Regions from separate parts of the Mus musculus genome. Here region 2 is linked to region 1. A link is a contact called in public Hi-C data. All regions are on one chromosome and are shown on one strand. The core of a region is the stretch at or near the end of the contact, and the rest is flanking DNA. Distances in the headings are between cores, read along the strand shown. Region 1 overlaps Trappc9 (trafficking protein particle complex 9). Region 2 overlaps Trappc9 (trafficking protein particle complex 9).

The links. Hi-C and Micro-C count contacts between places; a contact is called where the count stands out from the background.
Region 2: a contact with region 1 is called in a Hi-C map of pre-B cells, with 2.7 times the contacts expected there. The contact joins two enhancer-like sites. A contact is called at or near these places in 1 of 15 datasets of contacts at CTCF or cohesin (pro-B cells), 3 of 484 Hi-C or Micro-C datasets (the C10 cell line, the HPC-7 cell line and pre-B cells), 6 of 115 datasets of contacts at active chromatin or transcription factors (the 230-238 cell line, the HPC-7 cell line, T-cell acute lymphoblastic leukemia and 3 more) and 1 of 9 other capture datasets (embryonic stem cells).

What each region holds. Positions count from the first base shown.
Region 1 is chr15:72,863,191-72,867,138 of GRCm38.p6, reverse strand. All of the region lies in intron 16 of Trappc9 (trafficking protein particle complex 9), which reads left to right. Among named protein-coding and RNA genes, the nearest start is that of Gm41343, 33 kb to the right of the region's middle. Within about 2 kb of position 1,453, at least 86 of the 459 cell types and tissues checked have an H3K27ac peak or open chromatin away from gene starts, as enhancers often do. A contact at or near this core is called in the HPC-7 cell line, pre-B cells and pro-B cells, where this site is marked.
Region 2 is chr15:72,984,696-72,988,759 of GRCm38.p6, reverse strand. All of the region lies in intron 8 of Trappc9 (trafficking protein particle complex 9), which reads left to right. Among named protein-coding and RNA genes, the nearest start is that of Gm31665, 15 kb to the right of the region's middle. Within about 2 kb of position 1,394, at least 51 of the 459 cell types and tissues checked have an H3K27ac peak or open chromatin away from gene starts, as enhancers often do. A contact at or near this core is called in the HPC-7 cell line, pre-B cells and pro-B cells, where this site is marked.

The DNA of each region.
Region 1 (3,948 bases), core at 204-2,703:
TTTCCACTCCCCAGACTTTGCTTTCCTCATCCGTCAGATGAGAATAGTAGAAGCGTTCATGCCCAGACTTGAAGCACTGGAGACTACTTCCAGCACTCAGTTCATACTGTACTCACACTTACAATGTGACCTGAAGGCTGCCACCAGGGCCAGACTGACGGAGGCTTTGTAGTCTTCACGCCCCAGAATTACGGTTGCACTTACAGCAGACTGCAGGGAGGAGACTGGAACCTGCTGTTGGGAAAGCTGAGACAAGACATGAACTTGAACTTTGTGCTTGGAATGGTTTGGAGTGGGGCAGAAGAAGGTTGTGGCAATGTGATTGACAGGTCTTAGGGACCATTAGGCCAAGGCAGGGGAGATTCTGTTTTCATCTGGTGGCTCTGGAGGGCGGGGCATGGTGGATGTGCTCATTCTGCAGCTGTCTGCAGCTGCCGTGCTACCCAGGCAGGTCTTAGAGGGCAGTGGCTGCTGTCTAAATGAGTGTGAGCCAGAAGTAGACATAGAACTGCTATCCTTGATAAGGGAAGTTTCCCTAAACTGAGGCAGCCACTCAAAGGAGACTCTGGAACAGGAAACGGGGCTACTGCTGCAATTTTGCTGACCCCTGTATCGGAGGACTTGCAAAGATGCTTGGGAGAGACCAAAGACGAAAAAGACATTACAGAAAGCAAAGGACAGTCCGTAGAAACAGCACAATCTAGGGAGGGGAACGTGTAAAGAGTTTGCTGAATTTACCAGTGTGGTATTTTATGACCTGACCGGGTTACTAGAAGTTTCATAGGCAAAAGACGCTTTATGTGTTGAATGGTCACCGGGATGAAGAAGCTAAGCACGAAGCAAAGCCACTCACTGAAGTTTGGTTTCGAAAGTTAGGAGAGGGGAGTTTTAGAAGTGTGTGGCTGAGTCCCCGTCGTCGCTGCTGCTTGGAGCCTCTGGCTCACGAGCCCTGCGCCCTGAGATGTGCATGTGAGGTAACTGTGCTGCCACAGACCTTGATGAGGGATATTTAAAGGGTGCGTCCTCCCTCACTTCTCCATTTGTTGTGTTCATTAAGAATTTAAGTTAGCTGCTCTGCTTTTTGTTAAGGTATTTTTAGTTTCTCAAAATTTCTTTGCACTTGTTAATTAATCCTAAAATTAATCCTACGTCCTCTTTTTTTACTCACCCCCACCCCCACCCTGCCGTAATTTCCAAGTCAGCTCTCTTTTTGCCTGTTTCTTCTTGACCCAGAGTTAATAGGTTTTTGCACCAACCTTCTCCATTCTGAGAGGTCTGAATTGGTAATTATAATCTGAGTGCCCCCTTCTCCAATCCTTGAAAGGAGATTTATTGAAGGCGGGGCCATAATGACTAACGGCAAAGCTTGGTGCATTCTGTATAGATAGCCAGACCCATCTGGTTTTCAGGACTCAGACAAGTCCCTTGGGGTTGACTTTCATTTAAGCATTTGCTGTCCCCGCATCCTGCCGCCCACATCCTTCCTGCCGTTTCCCCCCCAGCAAAGCCACCGCTCATTTGGTGCTTGATTTGGTGCTAAAATGGCATCCGATGAGGCTTAGAGTCTGCAGGGTGGTAGAGAGGCAGCAACACCCAGAGGGTCTGACACCCACGAGCTGGGGCTGCTTCCTCTCCACTGTGGGCACTGGAAGAGAGTGGAGCCATCAGCCCAAGCTAGGAAGGCAGCCACTGTGAGACAGGCCACTCCTTTGTGCTGTAAGGAGACACTCAGGCAAATCTGAGTAAGACATGATGATTCTGTGTGAAGATGTTATAGTGAAACCCATGATTTTGTATGTTAACTAAAAATATTTTAAGAGTTGGATAAAATTCTGGAGACATTGTGGTTACAATACCCATAATACCAGATTTACCCATCACCACATTTAAGTGTGCAGCCAAGTGGCATGAAATGGTCATACTGCACTGTGGGTGCCATTGCTGTCTCTTGCAGAACTCCATTATATTAAACACCCTCCCCATTTAATTATTTTGTAATGATAGTGCACTACAATGTAGCCTCTGATTCTTACTCATTCATTAAATATTCATTGACTGCCTACCTATTAAGGACTGGACTTAGCTCTGGGAATGCAAATCAAGTGAGTTAGGGACTATCTTTAAGGAACTGAGACTCTGGCAAGGAGTACAGCAGTGAAGATTCACTACCAGCCTCTGTCAGGGTTCTTGGGACAGCACAGAAGCAGAGCAGCTGGTCCCCTGGGGAGCCCAGAGGAGCCATGTGACTGGGGATCAGATGCATGTATAGAGAGGTGCAGTGGGCCATGGCTGTCTCTGCAGGGTTCATTTGATTTTTCTTAACACAGGAAACTGGAAATTTGCACTGTTGTGTTTCCTCTGGATCCTGCTGGTCCAGTACAGCGCCGTGTGGTACAAGTGTGTGTCTAACGAGAGAGGTTGCAGCTCACTGCAGATAGGTGGTGTTGTGGCCTAGCTGCTATCCTTGTGGTGTGCATAGGATTGGGGTGTGGCTCAGTCCAGAGAAGGCACATCACCCAACGCCTTTACCTCAGATTCGAGGATGCCAGGCTTAGATGTCAGGAAGGCCTTCTAGGCTCTGTGTGTGTGGTTGCTGTGACCATCATGGCAGCCTATCCCATGATGTGTGCACTGTTTCTGTGTTTCTTCGTGCTTCCTCTCCTCCTCTCTCTGTCCTTCTGAGGCTTAACCTTGCCCGGTTCAGATCGCTGTGTCTAGTGTGGCTATATATGGCCCCACTGAATGATGTTGCATTTCGGACAGTGAGGACCCGAGAGCAGATTGCCTACTGCTCTTTAGCCTTGTCATCTAAGGCAAGCCACGTGATCTCTTTGCGCTACAGCTTCTGTGGGTCAGGACCAGATCGGATTTCCCTCGCTGCTGTGTAAGCAGAGGTAGCATATGCAAAGTGCCTAAGCTCTGGCTTAGTTCTGAGGGGAGGACAGAGTTGTTCAGGTTCATGCTTTGCTTGAGATACAAGGTTCCTGCACTGTGCAGCTGGTCAGCCATTAGCCAGGAGATAAGCCATCGGCACCTCTGCTCCTCAGCTTCCTCCTCTATGAGTCAGGGATAGTAAGAGCTGCACCTGACAGAGCCAGGATGCTCCTCTGAGCACTGGACACACACGAAGGGACACAGTGAACACTCCACACTCAGAAAGCCACCACACAGCCTGGCATGTGTTTGGAGTCCTAGGAACATTTTCCCCCGTGGCTCTTGTTTCAGAAACTCAGGGTGGTGTGTGTCTCTGCCTGTCTGCCTCCTGAGCTTTAAACTTAGGGCAGGGGCATTGGGAACAGGGCCATCATGCTTCTGTTTACAGGCCTGTTTCCTCAGGCTTGCAGGGATGGAGGCAATGCAGCAGGCAGGTACCACACTGCACTGCAGTTCATCATCTTACCACACAGGGCTGCCTTTCCTTATAGAAAGCTCACAGAAGGTTTAGGTGTGCTGCGCACCTTCTAGAAGGCTCTCTCAAAATGAGGATAAGGTACCTGCTTTGCAGTTTCCATCCCTTTCCATGCCTTGTATTTGGCAGCCGTTGTGTTTACAGAGCGAGAATTCTAGCTTCCTCCCTTTCTGTAGCAAATGGCTTGGGTGGAATTCTGAAGAGGTCCTAGCCTCCTCTCTGAAATGCTGCTTATATATTATTCCGTATTCTTCCTCCAGGCTGAAGGTGGACATGACTCAGAGGCAGGTGGGAGGCAAGGCTTTGCAGGGGAGACACCCACAGTTCCTAATAACTCAGAGACCGACCGGTAGAATAAGGAGAAGAGGGTATAGATTTTGAAAAACAGTTCAAGAAACTTGTTGAGGTCCTTTTGCATGTAAGGCTGTTCTGGGGATTCTGCAGCTAATGACTGCAGGGTGCCCTGCCCTCCTGCCTACCTTCTAGTGAGAAGTAGCTGAGGCCTTTAAGATTTAAGCATTTTTTAATAGGGGATTTTT
Region 2 (4,064 bases), core at 145-2,644, 120 kb before region 1:
TTCCCCATTTGTAGCTTTCCATCGTTTTTCTTGTTTTGCACATTTAGAGTTTTGACTATCGTGTGTTGAGACTTTCTTTTCCAGCCCAGTCTATTTGGTGTTCTGTAAGCTTCCTGCACCTTGACAGGCATGTCTTTCTTTAGGCTGGGGAAATGTTCTCCTGTAATTTAGTCGAAAATACTTCCTGTGCCTTTGACCTGGATTTCTTCTCAGTTTTTCTTTCTTTGTTTTTCTTTTCCTTCCTTCCATTCTCCCTTTCTCCTTCCTTTCCTCCCTTCCTCCTTCCTTCCTTTCTTTTTCTTGCCTTCCCCCACCCCTTCTTTCTTTTTGAGACAGGGCTTCTCTGCATAGCTTTGGCTATCCTGGAACTCTATAGACTAGGCTGGCCTTGAAATCACATAGACCGACCTGTCTCTGCCTCCCAAATTCTGGGATTAAAGGTGTGCGCCACCATTGCCAGGCTATGGTGGTTTCCTTTATTTATTCACGTTCTCTTTAGGACTTCTATCATACTCATAAAGACTAAATGTCTCTGCCTTGTGCTTCAGCTGTGTTGCAGCATTCATGGCCCGCTGTGGTCGGGTTGCTGGGCTCTCGTGGAGACATGCTGTCCGGTTATTGTGCTTTTACACTGGCATCTAGGCATCTGGGATTGGAATGACTGTAATTCTAGGTGCTCCTATCTGGCCTTGCCTTTGTCTTGTGGGTGTTTTGATCCCTGCTTTCTGTTGTCCTCTCTGTTCTGAGGAGAGAGTGCTGGCTGTGTGTTTGGTAGGGAGTTCTCCTGGGATCCTGATAGTGTGGCCACTGCAGGTTCTGTGTAAAGTTTGTCTATGTATTGGGAGCTGACACCTAGGAGTGGGAATAATGTAGGCGTGGTTAAGGGGGTTCACGGGAGGGAGGAAAGCAGGGCGTTCATTCCACCCAGATCTGCTCTGTCCCCTGTGAATGGTTTGGGGTGGGGCAGAGTATGTAGAGAGGCCACAGCAAGTAGTCTGTTTACAGAGCTGGGGATGACACTGGGGATTGGACACGGAGGGGAGGAGGGTGAGTGGAGATCACCTATATGCTTCATCAGCTTACTTGCTTCTCTGGCTGGCTTGCCTGGTGGGTTCTTAGAGAAATGCCCGCAGGGGTTGGGGACTGGGATAATGGGAGGAGTGGTGAGGAAGGCTGGGGAAGACCCCCTAGATCTGCTGCACAGGAGCATCTCAGCACGTGGCCGGCTCCACTGACCTCCTGCTGAGAGACGTTTGCATTTGTTCTTCTCTTGCAGCTGTCAGTAGCTGGGCACCTGGAAGCTGCCCAGCGAATAGCTCACTGCTGGGAGATTCTGTGACAGTGACAGATAGGGTGAGCTTCCAGACTGCTTAGGTCTCTAAGTGGGGTGACACAGCCTGGGTCTCTTCCTTCCTGCCCCTTCCCTCCCTCCCCATCCTCCTGACTCTCTAGCCTGACTGTGACCACCCCCAACTCCCGTGAGATTTGTGAATGAACCCCTGACCCAACAAATCTAAAGAGACAGGACTGCTCCAGGCTAGAATCTGTAGCCCTGCCCCTTCCCCTGGCTTGGTCAGGACCCTGCTCTCCTTGTCCCGCATAGTCATGTGCCCCAAGGTGGTGTTCCCGTGGCTTCCTTCCCTTGTGCAGCTAGGACTCTTCACCTGCCACTTGCTGGGTCTCGAGCTTCCTTCTACAGCAGGTCAGGCTCTGCCCTGTACCTCAGGATTTCTCCATGCTCTGTCTCCCCCCACTGAGGGTCTTTCACTTGTTCCCAATAGATGGGGGTGGGGTGGGGGAGAGACCATTTTCCTTTTTTTTCCTAATGAATGCAACAGGCGTCATCCAGTATGTGTCTCGTATTTGTCACTGGTGCCTTCTCCTCAGAAGCAGCTCTGTTCTGTTTTCGTTTCACTGGCTATCGTGTTTCTCAAGGGCAGGAGCCTTGTCATCCCCTTCAGGTGCCCCGTGGTTTATACAGGACATCGAAGCAGTTAGTGCTTGTTAGCTGTCGAAGCGTAGACAAGGGACCATTAAGTGGACTGATCTCTCCGCTTTCCTAGTCAGGATGATGGGTTGACCTTCTTCTCTCCCGAGACAGGGACTGTCCCCAAATTACAAGACAACACAGAGCGCAGGCAGGCCTTGACAGCCTCACAGCTGCCTGTGCACTGGACAGGAAGTGCTCTCTGTTTCTGTCATGCTCATGCGCACACACACGTCCAAGTGTGCGCATCCCCCCCCCCCCCCCCCCACACACACCTGGTCAGTGGTGTTTACTGATGGCTGTCACTCATCGCCTGTGCCTGGGTGCTGGGGTGTGTTTGCTAGTGTGGCTTCTTTCTTCAGGTGGCTAAGGAAATCTCAGAGAGGCCATGTGGAGAGTCCTGCCTCACAGTTCCCTCTCACCCTTTCCCCCGCCCCACTCTCCTCCCTGTGTATGCTTTTAAGCCTTATTTGCTTTTAAACCTCCCTGTCTTTGCTGTACTTACTCCTCATGTGATCTTTCTAGAAGGAGTGCCGTGTTTGCCCAGGAGTACTAAGATACTTAGTGGCAGGCCCTGTTATTGAAGGCTCTTTGAACACACACAGTCTTAGTGTACTGTGCTACACAGCCTGCAGGGGGGAAAGGTTTCATCTTGGATTTTTTTGAGATGGGGTCTCTCACTGGGATTAGGGGCTGGCCAGATAATCCCAGGTATCCCTCTGTTGCTACCTCCCCAGTGCTGAGTCTGCAAGTACACACCACCACGTCAGCTTTTCACCGGAGTTCAGAGCCCTGAGCTTAGGTCCTTGTGTTTGCACGAGCACACTGCTGAGCCATTCCCCAAGCCCCAAGCCCCAAGCTGTGGCTTTGGTCTTGTTTGCCTTTTGGGAGGAGGGGTGGGCATCTTGTTTCACTATTGTACCTGACACCATGGTGGGCATATTTCTGTCTTTTTTTGCTAGGTTTACCCACCAAGGGCTTTTTAGGTCGTCAGTTCTGAACATTTGTCTGCTCTTTGGACGAGTTGCCAAATTGCTTTCTGATAGGATTGATTGCGTGCTGTCGGCAGCAGCCTAATCCATCATGCACTGGGCGCCTAACTGTTCATTTGCATTTTCTTGGTTATTCTAAGGTTGATTATTTTTTCAGTGTTTGCAATTGAATCTCTTTCTTGTGAGCCCTTTTAAGAGGTCCGGTTTGAACCTCGTTTGGCTTTCACTGAGGCCTTGATGGGTTTGGTCAGAGAACAGCATCCTGCCTGTTGTACAAGTGAGATGCCCTCCTTTCCAGGACAGAGCTAGCTAGCCCTTAGCTCTAACCTAGGATAGTGTTTGTACGGCTGGCTTTGTGTGTCAATTTGAGTTATCACAGAGAAAGGAGCTTCAGTTGGGGAAGTGCCTCCATGAGATCCAGCTGTGGGGCATTTTCTCAATTAGTGATCAAGGGTGGGAGGACCCAGTGTGGGTGGTGCCATCCCTGGGCTGGTAGTACTGGGTTCTATAAGAAAGCAAGCTGAGCAAGCCAGTAAGAAACAGCCCTCCATGACCTGCTTGAGTTCCAGTCCTGACTTCCTTTGGTGATGAGCAGCAATGTGGAAGTGTAAGCTGAATAAACCCTTTCCTCCCCAATTTGCTTCTTGGTCATGATGTTTTGCGAAAGGTGTTGAAGTATGAAGACTCTGGTATGCTAATGATCTGTGTGTCACCTGTCTGGACAAAGAGCTTGGAAGGGTTAGGCCATCTCCCGAGAGTCTGCTGTGCTCTAGCCTAAAGCTGCCACTGATGAAAATCTGACCATGTTAGGCTATATCTCCTTAGCACGATTTAGATGTAAAACTATTGCTGGAGCCCTGAGAGATGATTTTCCTGAAAGATTAGCTTCTACTACTGAGTTAACAGTGCCATGGGAGATAGGCTTCCAGTCCACATGTGTGCTGGGCTCACTGCTCTTGACGTACCCCCGCTACGCTTTCCTTTGTCAACTGAGGCAAGCGGTTCCATACTTTGTGGACCCACGGCAGCTCTTACCTGGTCCTGCACAGGCAGGCACTGGCTGCTTTAATATGCATTCAGTGTTG